2 separate regions of the Sus scrofa genome follow, and region 1 is linked to region 2. A link is a contact called in public Hi-C data. All regions are on one chromosome and are shown on one strand. Each heading gives the region's core, a stretch centred on a gene start, on an enhancer-like site or on the middle of the called end of the contact. The rest is flanking DNA. Distances are from core to core; before and after follow the strand shown. Region 1 has its middle 12 kb from the start of CPOX. Region 2 has its middle 66 kb from the start of DCBLD2.

Region 1 (7,221 bases), core at 4,260-6,759, 320 kb before region 2:
AGTATATGGAAGTTCCCAGCCTAGGAGTTGAATGCGAGCTACAGCTGAGGCCTACTCACAGCCACAGCAACTCAGGATCCGAGCTGTGTCTGCAACCTACACCACAGCTCACAGTAACACTGGATCCTTAACCCACCGAGCAAGGCTACAGATCGAACCCACATCCTCATGGATACTACTCAGGTTCATTACCACTGAGCCATGACGGGAACTCCTGCTGCAGATTTATCAGTTACTGTGCACTAAGACTATGAGCTTCAACTCCTAGTAACCAGATATTCTGGGATGGAGGCTTCCAATAATTTTATCAAATTTCTGAGAGCCATTGAGGTCTGATGAGAGAAGAGAGGGAGTTACTGCCAATATTTGTGTAATTTTTTGTGAAAAAAATTAAATGTAGTGTTAATCAATTAAGTCACTGACATGGAAATAATTTATCCTGATACAGTCCTTAAAATTTGTATATCATGAAATTTGGCTTTTCTGTAAAGAACAGATAAATGACCTGATTCAACACCAACAAATGTGTAATACTCATGTGTATACAATAGAGGGCACTCACCTTCTACTATTTTCCATTTGAACAAAATTTACAATAATGGTTTTCAAACAAGTGCATTGAAGAATCACCTAGGGATCTTGTTTAAAATGTATACCTTCAGGCTGTGGAGGGGCCTGTGAATCTGAATTTTTGGTAAGAGGTTGTAAGGGAGCATGGTTAAAAGGATAGCTCGTGGAGCCTGATTGCCAGGGTTTGAAACCTGGCTTTGCCACTTGTAAACTTGGATGATTATTTAACCTCTCTGTGCCTTGGTTTCCTCATCCATCTGATGAAGTTAGAAATAGCACCTTAGGCTTGTTTTAATGATTAAAAGGGTTAACCTAGAACATGCTACCTAATGCCCAGAAATAAATATTCACTCTATTGTTAGAAGTATTATTTTTAATAAAGATGTTCACTGATTTTATTGCAGGGGAACTTGAAAACCACACTTGAGAAACATGAGACTATCTAAAAAAGAAAAAAGAAGATATTCTCAACATTCTGCCAAGCCAGGTTAAGACTTCAGGTTCCGACCCCTAGCTCAATTGATAAGGGAATGACAGGAACCAAAGGTACAGGGTGGAGAATGGAGCAAGATGAAGCTGGTCTTTGTATGTTCTGCCAAAGAGTTTGTACTTTATTCAGAAGTCAGTGGAAATTCATCTAGGCATTGAGGCAGAAAATGGCATAATCAGATTTATATATGAGATACATCACTTTGTAAGCAGAATGAGGGATGGAATGTAAGGGGTGAGGCTGGAAGCAGATGGATGGGGGGGCATGGTTAGCTGCAATGCCACTCCTATTACATCCTAAGGAGTGGGTCTCCAGAAAGCATTGTGGTTACTCACGTTACTGATTCCAGTATTAACAATTTGAACCTTATAAATCCTTTCTTCTTAGGTCAAAGGACTGGGAATCTGGGGTTAATAGATGTAAACTATTGCATTTGAAGTGGATAAGCAATGAGATCCTGCTGTATAGCACAGGGAACTACATCTAGTCACTTGTGATGGAACATGATGGAGGATGATGTCAGAAAAAGAACATATGTGTGTGTGTGTGTGTCTGTGTGTAACTGGGTCACTTTGCTGTACAGAACACTGTAAACTAACTATAATGGAAAAATAAAAATCATTAATTAAAAAAACCCACTCTGCTGCCACCCTACCCTGTGATTTATAAACACCGTAGAATATGCAGTACCCAGCAGGCATTTATTCTTCCTAGATTCTGAGGTAGCCAATCCGGCAAAAAACACTCCCATTAGCTATGCAGTCACCAAGATAAAACTGGACTGCTTTCCACACATCAGATGCTGCCAAGGGGGCACAATCTGTATCTCGACTGGTGATCCTGCAGAGGTTGGAGTAGATTTCCAGGAACCATGGAAGCTTTGAAGTGTCTGACCCAGGAGATATTAAAATAAACCAGTTCTGTTCTATCACATCCACAGACAGAATGGGAAAAGCTGCAGCGGGGAGTGGGTGTGCAGAGGAGGGGCAGAAGGAGTGAAGGAGGAGGGGAAAGCTAGTCACATTCTCATTGGCTTTAGGTAGAATTCACCACCACTGTTCTAATGCCATCAGATTAGAAGAGTCAACAGTGCTAGGGAAAATAGCAACATGAGTCTTTTCTCTAGTTCCTGAGGAGTGTCTATGAATGATTTTATGAGAAAAGAATCCATCTCTGGGGCCTATTAGATTCCCAGGAGGATGGAGACAGACCCTACCCCCACCCCCCAAACATGGTTGTTCACCTTGGAGACCTGCTGCGGACATCTGTACCACCTGGCCCAAGACCTACACAAGATCTACACACTTCCGGGAAAGTGGATGCTCAAGGGCAGAAAGCCACAATCGCCTGCAGAAAACAACCACCTGCATAGAGGAAGCAACTGAAAGGATTAACTGCCCTCTGTCCTGGGACTCGACCCCCTACCCCTCCCTTGACCTTCCCCTCCTCCTTCTTCATTGTTCCTGCCACAAGTTACCGTCATCGTGAACTTCAGCCACAGATTCCAGCCACAGATTCCTGCTACAGATCCTTTATAAGCCTAGCACCTCCTCACAGTTGAGGTTGACACCATCTTGAACTCAGCCCATCTCCCTCTGATGCCCTAGTAAATCTCTCTCACTTTACCACCTTGGCCTTGTGCATTCCTCCTCTGGCAAAACGTGCAGGTCCCCTCTGCCAGATCAGTTACTACTTGCATTCAGCCAAACCTTATATATCATGCACGTACCTAGTCATTGCATTTCTTAGAAACATATGTTTCTAAGTCTCTGAAACATGCAAAGTGTAAATAGATAAAACAGCTCTTCTCTCTATTAAGATTGCAGAATCATGGGATATTGTCTTGGATTGCTTATAGCCAGAAAAAACTTAATCCAATGGTTTTCAAATTTGTTTTAGTATCAGACCACTTCAAATGAAATCCTGTGAAGAAGTTCAATTAATATGTGAAGAGAAAGTGGAGCAATTTTGACTGAAGAGGTTTTCAGGCTGGTCAATGCCTCCCCTGTTTGTCACACCTCCAACACTTATGATGTAAACTAATTTTTCCACTGCCTAGGACTTAGAGGAGCAAAATCTGAAAATTACGATTCAACAAATTCTTCCATTTTACAGAGGACAAAAAAAAATGAGTCCTAGAGAATTAGTAATAATTTGAATAGAGTGTAAAAGCAATAGGGGGAAGCATAGAAATAAAATTGAATGTTATTCTTCAAATGCATGGTAGAGAATAGAGTTTGGAAAGCATTTTCTTAATGGTTTCTTCAGAGTTGGATCAGTGTGTCAAGAACAAGACAAATTGGAATGTGAGGGGTGAGAGGTAGGTTTAATTTAGATCCAGAGAAGGGTTCCCAATAGAAAGAGAGGCAAACTTTGGAACTTTGGAATCTCTGGCCCAGAACTTGTTCAAAGTAGCAAAGCTACACTGGATAAAATATGGTCTTTTGAATAAATAGTGCTGGGTCAATATATTAATTTTCTGTATCTGCCAAAACAAATAACCAATAAACTTAGTGGCTTAAAATAATTGTATTACCTTACAATTTTTTAGGTCAGAAGTCCAACACAGGCCTCGCTGTTATGAAATCAAAATATTAGCAGGGCTGTGTTCTTTTCTTGAGGTTCTAGAAGAAGAAAATCTGTTTCCTTGCCATTTTCAGATTCCTGAAACCACCCACATTCCCCAGTCTGCATCAGATTTTGGCTCCTTCCATCATCTTCAAAGCCAGCAATATTCTATCTCCCTGACTATAATTCCCTAATTAAGTCTCCTTTTGGCCACAGCTTGGAAAGATTCTATATTAGGGTTCCATCTGGTTGGGCTGGGCCCACTCAGACATACCAGGATAAACTGTTCATCTCAGAGTCACATCTGTATAGTTCCCTTTGCCATGGAGGCTAACATATTATGAGGTTCCAGGGACTAAGACAAGGATATTTTTGCAGGGCCATTGTTCTCCCAACATAGCCAACTAGATACCCTATGAAACAAGTAAGAAATTTTCCCTTACCACTCACCACACACAGAATCAATTCCAGATGGGCTACAACTCTCAATACCAGAGTTTAAAAATTAAGTTTTTGGAAGAGAATATAGAAGAACATCTTTCTGATTTTGGGGTAGTGAAGGGTTTCATGACCAAGACACAAAAAATACTTAAGATTGAGAAATTTATCTAAATGAAAATCAAGAACTTCTTTTAATCAAAAGAGCCTAGACAAATACCATATGATATCCCTTATATTTGGAATCTAATATATGGCACAAATGAACCTTTCCATGGAAAAGAAAATCATGGACTTGGAGAATAGACTTGTGGTTGCAAGGGGGAGGGGGAGGGAGTGGGATGGATTGGGTGCTTGGAGTTAACTATTGCTTTTGGAATGGATTAGCAATGAGATCCTGCTGTATAGCACTGAAAACTATGTCTAGTCACTTGCTAATGGGAGAAAAAAGAATGTATACATGTATGTGTAACTGGGTCACCATGATGTACAGTAGAAAAAAAATGTATTGGGGAAATAACAATAAAAAAATAAATAAATAAGAGTAAAATGCAAGCCACAGAGAGGGAGAAGATATGTAGAACATGCATAGTCAATGAAGGGCTGTGTCAAAGTTTGGATTCCCCCGAAGCAGAGCCTAAGGAAAAGGCTTGGCTAGAGGAGCTTGTATGTGTGTTATGCTTCGCAGTAAAACAAGTTAACCACAACAAAGTCTTATTGTAATAGCTAATATTTATTCAATGTTTTCTATGGGCATTGCTCTGTTCTAAGCATTTCATGTAAAGCAACTCAGTTAAAGCTTGAAACATGCCCAAGAAGTAAGTACCTTTATAACCCCCACTGGGGAGGAAGCTGAGTTACAGTGTAGTTAATGTCCTGAAGCTACTAGGTGTGGTTTGTTATGGCAGGAATTGTCTGTTTTGTTTACTGCTCCATTCCCAGGGCCTAGAAGAGTGCCTCAATTAAATAAAGTGGCAAAACAGGATTCAAACCCATGCTGCCTTTTGTAAAGCATACATTCTTAACAATACAGCTCATAATGTTATTCATTTAAAGTCTCCTATTCTGGTCCAGTTTGTGAGAATGAAGATAATAAAAGTATAGGAAAATAATTTTTTTTTAATTTTAAAAATACATTTTTATTTTAAAAAATAAAAATAAATTATAAAATGTTATCCATTAATCTAGATTTCTTAGAGGAAAAGGGCATGGGAAAAAAACAAAGGCCTGAGGAATGTTTTAAAATACTTTTTGTCCCTACAAGTTTTGTTTAAGATCATATTCCCATCATTCCAGCCAGCATTTTAGCTTTTGCCAATGAACTTCACAGATCACAGACACCCACTTTCATAACTCTTCTCCCAACACCTGAGACTAATCCCTGCATGACCCTCTCCCAGCTGAAACACATGTTCATGTTGGCTCTTAGTTCAGCAGTCCTGTTTCTAGCCACTGAATCATATAATGCTGAAATCCAAAACCAAACACATGTTCCTCTAAGAAACAGCCAAGGCTTTCACACTAAATACCAAGCATTTTTCCCCAGCAGTCCAGGAGTTCTAGCACTTTAAGATGCAAACCAAGAATTGTCCAGACCACAGATCATTGTTTAGAAGTTTTGGGTTGCTATTCTTAGTGGTGGTGGTGGTGATGTGTGTGTGTGTGTGTGTGTGTGTGTGTGTGTGTGTGTGTGTGTGTGTGTTTGAAACCAGTGTTGAAAAGTTCATGCAATTGTCTGCTCTTATTTTAAGAAGAACAATTTCATATAATCGAATCTCTTTTAGAGATCATAATTTCCCTTCTGTTGGATGATGGCCAGGCTGTTTTGGTGGGCAAGGGGAATATACAAAAGTAGGATTCTTTTTTTTTTTTTTTCATTGAAACATGCATTTAAGTGAACCACAACAAACCAACATTTGTCAATTAAAGCTATGGTAATGGCTTTTACAGTGACTTGAGATACAAGTTTTCTACACTTGTGATTATGTCTCCAGAGAAACGATGTAGTCTAAAGCGGATGCAGTCTAGCGTACTAATGTATTCTTATTGCTTGTGCATTTTATTTTCTGTGAAATATATTTGTTTATATATCCATTATCATATGAAGTCACAATGCATGTTTATTACTATTTCCTTGAGTCTATTAAAGTAAACGATTATTATTTTCCTTAGAGTTCATATATAAAAACTGTATTTATTTTGAAGGCTATAATTTCATATACTATTACTAGAATTATATGTAATAAAGTTCCAGCCTATAGGGAACAATTTAGAAATAATAGGTATATCTGAAGAATTAGAGAAGAAATTTCATATATCATACTGTACCCAGAATTATTTGGTGTGATATATTATTTTATAATATGTTGATATTATAAAATATGAAATTCTATATTTTGTATACTATATTTTCATTTTTTCAATATGAGCCCATAAGTATTACTAAATGTATTTTAAATATTTGTATCCTTATAGGTCTTTTCATAGTCTTACATAAATAAATCAGAAAAAAAAGCATTTATATGAATCCAGTGGGATGAATGACACATTAGAAAAAGCCTGGATTTTTGGAGTCAAACGGAGAGGAGTTCAAAATTCACTTTGCTGCTAATTAGCTGTATGACTGTAGGTATGTGACTTAACCTCTCTTAGATCTTGCTTTTCCCATAGCTAAGAACCTTGTTTTGCAGGGTTGTTGTAAAGGATTTTTATCCATCCATTTCATCAACATTTAAGCATTTCTAAATCCTATTACTTTATAACATAAATATTGAAATAAATGAAACTATCCTTCATTCAGTTATGCAATAGTTCACCAATATCTGAAAATGTAGCACCAGAATTAAATACAAATATAACAAAAATGTTAAACAAAAAGCTCCCAAGTCTTTGTTTACCTTTCTTACCATATAGCACAAATCAGCTACTTTGGGAAGTGTTAGATGTGTGTTGAATGGTGGACCCTGAGAACAGAGTCATTGCAGTTACAAGAGAACTAGTTATTTCCTGTGATCTGGTCATGAAAATGGCTTACTGAAAACTGAACTGCAGCCATGGGGCTTCAGAAGAGGCCCACCTCCACTATCTTTCACCACACCAAAAAGGTCTGGTTGGACCCAAAGTTGACCAGTGAAATCACCATTGTCAACTCCCAG
Region 2 (7,349 bases), core at 1,110-3,609:
GGAGTTAGAGTTTTCCTTTACTCTCAGCAAACGGTGGGCTTCACACATTTTAATTAATCTGAATATCAAAGAGTTTCAAGGAGGAAATTACGTAGGAATAAAACAATTCATTTGAGGAATTGCTACTGTGGCACGGTGGGTTAAGAATCTGACTGCAGCGGTTCTGGTTGCTGTGGAGGCATGGGTTCAAATCCAGCCCGATGCAGTGGGCTAAAGAATCTGGTGTTGGTGCAACTACAATGAATGGTTGCAGCTGAGGCTTAGAGTCAGTCCCTGGCCAGGGATATGCCACAGGTGCAGCCATTTAAAGAAAGAAGGAAGGAAAGAAAGAAAGAAAAAGTCATTTGAATTTGAGGGGAAGTGATCCAAAGAAAGATAGGTATGATAAATCATGTTTTCCCTCTGTTTGCTCATTCCTCTAGAAAGGGAAATCTTGATGATTTATTTTATCACCTAAGTGATCCTTTAATAATTAACATCCACATGTAATTTCTTTGTGTATTTCTTCACACTACTTTGTTGATATCTACTGTTTACATTAACCCTAAGGGTGCAACCAAAACAAATTTGTCATTTCACATGTGACAGGATCCTATAACAAAACAATGTAACAAATATAAACAAATTTCTCTATTCCAGTTTGCCAAATATTGAGCTTAGTTCTTTGGCAAGAGGTCTGTTAGGTTACCTGTGATGATAGGAATCAACCCTGGCCTAGGAATCAGGAAATTAAGGATCAATCCTGCCTTCCCCCATTTTTTTGCAGGGTGACCTTATCTACTTTGCCTTCCACATCTGTAAAATGCTTAGGTCATGCATATGTTACAAGTTTTAAATGAAATGAGGATGGCATAAATAGAAATGCTTCAGCTTGTGATCTATTACCTCCTTCAAACATCATTCCTACACCATTCCTCTGAGTACCCTCACCTTCAGCAAAACGAACAAAATGAATGGAATTTTCTCTCTTACATTGAAGAAAGGAGCCCTTCTGTTTTCATTCAGAATCTCTTAGGTTGTCTCCTACTATGCAGAAACCAGTAAATGAAGATAAAAAGTGTTCTCTTCTTTCTTGTTTCCTTGATGTGTGTGCTTCAGGCTGGTTGAGCTGGTTGCCTCTTTCCAGCATGTAGCCTTAGCCAAAATTCAACAGTATGTGAGGTTGCTGTTGGTTTATCTGTTTCCTAGCAGTTTGGACAGATCAGAGAGAGGTGGTTCTAGTAGAATACCTTCCTTTTGAGTCAGTAACTTATTTGGGGGGCTTCTATGCTGAAATTAGTGCTTCTGTCAGATATAGCTAAAAACAAATGTTAAAAGTCTAGAGTGGGAGTTCCCGTCGTGGCACAGTGGTTAACGAATCTAACTAGGAACCATGAGGTTGCGGGTTCAATCTCTGGCTTTGCTCAGTGGGTTGAGGATCTGGCGTTGTCATGAGCTGTGGTGTAGGTCGTGGACTCGGCTTGGATCTGGCATTGCTGTGGCTCTGGCGTAGGCCGGTGGCTACAGATCCTATTAGATCCCTAGCCTGGGAACCTCCATATGCAGCGGGAAGGGGCCCCGGAAAAGTCAAAAAGACAAATAAATAAATAAATAAATGTCTCTTTTTTTAAAAAAAAGTCTAGAATGATTTCAGTTTATTACAAGTAACTGAGGGACTAATGGGTTGTTCTCCATCAATTCCTTTGCAGCACCCTGATCTGATTAGATAAATTGATTATTCTTTTTGTGTGCTTTTGAAGTAGCAATGATTTTTGTTGAAATATGCCTTTCTTATTACATTTAATCCTTAATAAATATATATCGTTAACAACAAAGGCAAATAACATTTATTGAAGATAAACAATGATTTTTACATGTCATCAATCTTATTAGTTCCACTGTAGATAAGTAATAAAAGTTTGGAAAGGTTATGTAAATTAATCAAGTCAAACCATTAATATTTTTCCTGTCAGGATTCAAGCCCAGATCTTTCTGACCTTGAAATGCAGCTTCTTCTAATGAGAAGAATAAATATTGAAAATTAAAAAAAGAACAATAATTAAATACATATATATAAATAACTAAAAATAATGCCTTGAGGCAAACTTCAAGTTGTAACTTGCCAAAGTCAAATTCTACTTGTTTTTCATGTTTAAGTGAGAAGATATTTTTGTCTCTTGGGGTTAGCACATATTTAGTACTTGATAACATATAATAAGTGAAAGAATGGGTCACAGTTGCACTAGGAAAGAGCTTTGTGTGTGCCTTTCAGAGAGACACTGGAGAGCTCTTTTGGAGCATTTGTACAGTTGTGGTGGCTCTATAGCTGACCACTCATGACTCCTCTGTGGGAAAGGGAGGTGGTTTCCTCTAAGAAGGAGGCTGGGTAATAAGGCCACAGAGGTTTGCTGATACATTTTCTAGGCATGACTTAATGGTCTCTTTAGGAAGTTATTTTGTGGCTTCATAAATAAGATGTTTCTCAGTGTGTCACTGCTACGCACCGTAATCTCTTCCGGTGGAGTTGATGGCTTCCTGATCTGTAGTGAGGGCAATTATTCCCTCGCTGCCAACCCTGATTCAGTATCACTTGACTTGAGTAATGAGCAGAGCAAATAACAATACCTGGAAATCAATTTTTGCAAGGTGTAGGATATCACTAATATTTTGTTTCTGAATAATTGGGGGTATGTGAGATTATCTGAGCATTCTCAGGAATAATTGTCACTACTATCTGCAGGATTAACAGGTGGATGAAAGCTAAAGTATTCTTTTTGCATAGGAGTCACATAATTTCTTTTGTAAGTAGTTTTTTCCCAATAATAAGATAATATATTGGTATTAGAGAATATTACATTGTAAAGAAATGTTGAAAGAAGAGAAAGATGTCGTTTACAATTCCACCAACATAATAAAACAGCTATTGCTAACATTTTGTTGAATTTCCTCCTGGTCTTAGCATTTTTAGTCTTGGCAGCCAAGGTAACACTAACACATAATTTGTACCCCCTTTCTTGGCTCTTCACTTAATATTATTTGAACATTTTCCTAACTTATTAAAAATGCAAAAAATATTCTAAAGGGATTTTAGTTTAATACCATAATTATTTTCAATGCTATTATAAAGCCTTCTAAGTGTATATACATAATGGTTTTGTAATATTTTCTCCTATAAACCAGTCATAATTGTCCAAGGTCACATACCTGATTATTCCCAGAACTAAGACTAGAAACAATTTTCCCTTATTAATCCAAGAGTATAATCCAATCAGTTTTTTTTTTCACATTCTCAGATGAAGGATAATATTAAAAGTAGAAGTGGGATTTTGATTAAAACTAAACCTATTCACTCTTAAAAACGTTTCATGTCCTGTATATTCCATCATTTTTTTATGCTCCCAGAAGAACATTTTGTTTTGAAGGAGTTAAAAGAATTCAGGGAAAGAACAATGCCAGCAGTGCACTCTAATAGGATTTATTTTGCCGGTTAAATAATACATCACCTTCGTGTCTGTACCAGATGGAATATAAGCAGATTTTAAGTGACAAATGATATAATATTATGGCATCTACAATAGGTTTGTGGGACTTGGTTATGCTGTGGGTTTAATTATAACAATTTGATCTATAGTTTGAGCATGAACATTGAGATTCTTTCCCCCTCTGCCAAACTTTCCTTGACATTTTTTATAGATGAAGAAATAGGAATGTGGAAGTATAATCGTTTGTCTGAGGTCACAGAGGGAGATGATTGCACAGCTGGAATGTAAGCCTTGTATGTGACTAAAACCTTGGCTTTGTCCCTCGGGCCAGCCAGACACATAAAGCTTTTTTCTTTCCCAGCAATGACTTTGAGTACCAGCTTTCAGACACTGGCATTGAATCTAAGCTTTGTGGTCAGTATTTAGCAGGAGAATAAGGGGAGGAATTACTTATATTTTGGCATTCATTAGCATGCAAATAAATCCTTTCTCTGCCTTGTGGAAGGGTCTGAAATTATCACATATACAATATATCTTTTATCGGTGGCCTTGAATACAAACGTTGCTTTGAAGAATCCACATTTAGAGGCCTTCTCCAAACATTTACAGTGCTTCTTTTTCTTAGGATTAAACTTTTATCTACTGTCATTTTTAAGAAAAGGAAAATTATTAATTAATTTATTCATTATTTATATCTCTCCAGTATCCCCCAAATGTTTGGATATGTATGTATACAATATCGCTTTAGAATTAAGCAGAAAATTGTAATTACCAAAAGAGAGTTTGTATCTATTATAGACCTGGATCAGTCTATTGCTAAGGTTTCTACTACAGATGCAAGAGAAAAGTGTTCTGGTACTTCCTGTTTAATTGTGCCAGCCAAGATTAAATGGAGGAATACAGGGGAAAACATGGTAAAACAAGAAAAAATGTAAAGAGAATTTTTGCAACTCAAAATAGCCTTATAAACAGGGACAAGCCTGTTTTATTCCAAAGAAGAGCCCCAAATTTGGGTTTTAGACACAAACAAGCAAGCAAGCAACCTACCAAGACAACATTATAACCCTCACACATCCTATTCACATGAGTATATGACTGATCTTTTTTTTTTTTTCTTTTTTTTTTAGTTCTGAGTTTTTAGCAGTCCAGGCTATCAGAAAGGACCACTTGAATCTCATTTGTTTAATGGAAATATAAGATCATTTCAAGTGTGATAGCATTTTTTCTGTATTAACATTTAAAAGAAATTTATTCCAAGTGATCTTAAATAAAGGGCATTAGAATTGTCTACAGGCTATGGCTACTGTTGTTTGAAGTCTAGGGAATGATTTGAAGGTATAAGATGTTTGTTGGCTGAGAAATTATTAGCTGATACCACTGGGTGTTATGCTATATACTGCAGGCAATAGGATTTGAGAATGTTTACTAATATACTAAACAGTGAAGAGAACTGCTGATTCTAAATTTCAAAACTCTTTAGCAGTGGTAAGCTGACTTGGAATTCTTAAAATTATTATTGATCTTATATTTTTCTCTCCAGCTGCACATTTTCACTGACTTGCAAAAAGTTCTTTATATACTAAAGATATCAACCTCTGCTATTTTCTAAATTCATTTTTGCTTATTTATAATTTCTGAACCTGGAGTTCCCATCATGGCCCAGCAGAAACGAATCTGACTAGTATCCATGAGGACACAGGTTTGATCCCTGGTCTCGTTCAGTGGGTTGAGGATCTGGTGTTGCCTTGAGCTGTGGTGTGGGTCGAAAATGCAGCTTGGATCTGGTGTTGCTGTGGCTGTGGTGTAGGCTAGAGGCTACAGCTCTGATTCATCTCCTAGCCTGGCAACCTCCATATACCATGGGTGTGGCCCTAAAAAGACAACAACGACTAAAAAATTTTTGAACCTGTATCAAACATGACAGCAGATCTAATGTAGTGGTTCTCAGTCAGGGGTGATTTGGTACCCCAAAAAACATCTGGATATCTTGGAGACATTTTTGGTTGTCACAACTAGGGGAAGGGTACAATAGACATTTGGTCGTTAGAGGACAGGAATGCTGTTGAACATGTTATAATGTACAGGGTGGCCCCACAACAGTGATTTATCCAACCCTAAATGTCAATAATGCTGAAGTCGAGAAACCTTAGTATAAAAAATCATTCTGGTATATTATTTTTGTCCAGTAATTTCCTTATTTTTAAAACAGAATGTGAATATTTCTCCAGAATTTTCCAAGATCCCGGTATCTGTTTATTTCCTGATTTTTTAAGACTTACTTGTTAAATAGCCATAAATCGGTTGAAGTCACATGAAATCATCCATATTTATTTTTCTCTGATGCAGTAATGTCACTGTTATGCTTTTTAGAGGCCTCTCAGAGAAAACTGGTCAGAACGTAAGACAGGCCCTTGTGTTAAATTCCCTAAGCAAGTAATCCTTCCCTAGAAGACATCTCTGTTGAAATATCCTTAACCTGTTCACCTGTGCATAAACATCTTTCTTTTTTTTTTTTTTTTTTTTTTTTTTTTTGCTAGGGGTCTAATTGGAGCCACAGCTGCTGGCCTACACCGTAGCCACAGCAATGCCAGATCTGAGCTGTGTCTGTGAACTAGACCTAAGCTCACAGCAACACCGGATCCTTGACCCACTGAACAAGGCCACGGATTGAACCCACAACCTCATGATTCCTACTTGGATTTTTTTCCACTATGCCACAATGGGAACTTCTTTTTTTTTTTTTTTTTTTTTAACACCTTCCTGATCTTGAGGCACCCCCACCCCGCCCTGCCACCAATTCAAGGTATCCACTATCCACCCTTAACGGGCAAGCCTATCATCTGACAGTCATCTTTTTGCTCTTTGCTGGTTTTAGTGTCAGAGACCTTGTTCCTCCATGACTTAGCTCTTTTCTTTTCCTAATTTTATTAAAAAATTTAACAACTTTATTGAGATATAATTGACATAAAATAAATTGCACATACTTAAAATGTACAACTTGGTAATTTTTGACGTGTACACACTTACGAAGCCTTCAACACAACCAACATGATGGACGTATTCTTCACCCCAAGAGTTTCTTTTGCTCCTTTGTAATCCTTCTCTCTTCCCCCTGCCTCCTGCTGTCCCCTTCAGGCAACTGCTGATCTGCTTTGTATCGGTACAAATTAGCTTGCATTTTCTAAGGATTTAATGTAACTGGAAGAATCATAGAAAATGTATTATTATTTTTGGTTTGGTCTTTTTTACTCAGAATAATTCTTTTGAGATATAATCATGTTGTTGAGTCCTTCTCATCCTAAGTAGTATTCCATTGTATGGATAAATCACAGCTTACATCCATTCACTTCATTCAGTTATAAAGCCAATAAACTCTACAGAGTGGGAAAAAGAGACAATAAGGTATAATACCTTTATGAACTTCTTTTTCTATACGAAGTTTTACACTATCTCTTTTTATCATTATTATTTTTTAAGTTATTTCCCCAATACAATTTTTTCTTTTTTTCTTTATGTTTACTTCTGTAAGTTCTCAAAAATGAATTTATAATGCACAAATTAAAAGGTTCTATTGGACCCCAATGGTAATCTGTAGTGACTACTTTTTTCTGGTTTACTGAGGGATAACCAAGGAAAACTCTCTGAAATTCTAATGTCTACTTACAGAAATATTGATGGAAATATACAAACTTTTTTTGAAATTTGAAATCTCACTTTCAACAGGATTTTATCAAAGAGAAATGTATCAGACAAACATTAAAGCAGCCATCAGTAGCACCACAAAAACAATAAAAATGGAGGGAATAATTACACACTAACCACCTAAATTATCGGGTTATTTATTTATTTTTTTAAAGCCACAGCACCTGTGGCATATGTAAGTTCCCA

The links. A called contact is a pair of places that touch in the nucleus more often than the background predicts.
Region 1: a contact with region 2 is called in a Hi-C map of embryonic fibroblasts, with 2.9 times the contacts expected there. The contact joins two enhancer-like sites. A contact is called at or near these places in 21 of 47 Hi-C or Micro-C datasets (adipocytes, alveolar macrophages, embryonic fibroblasts and 14 more) and 2 of 2 datasets of contacts at active chromatin or transcription factors (alveolar macrophages and skeletal muscle).

The regions. Positions count from the first base shown.
Region 1 is chr13:160,317,204-160,324,424 of Sscrofa11.1, reverse strand. No RefSeq gene overlaps it. Among named protein-coding and RNA genes, the nearest start is that of CPOX, 12 kb to the left of the region's middle. Within about 2 kb of position 5,509, at least 6 of the 83 cell types and tissues checked have an H3K27ac peak or open chromatin away from gene starts, as enhancers often do. A contact at or near this core is called in embryonic fibroblasts, where this site is marked.
Region 2 is chr13:159,993,736-160,001,084 of Sscrofa11.1, reverse strand. No RefSeq gene overlaps it. Among named protein-coding and RNA genes, the nearest start is that of DCBLD2, 66 kb to the left of the region's middle. Within about 2 kb of position 2,359, at least 12 of the 83 cell types and tissues checked have an H3K27ac peak or open chromatin away from gene starts, as enhancers often do. A contact at or near this core is called in embryonic fibroblasts, where this site is marked.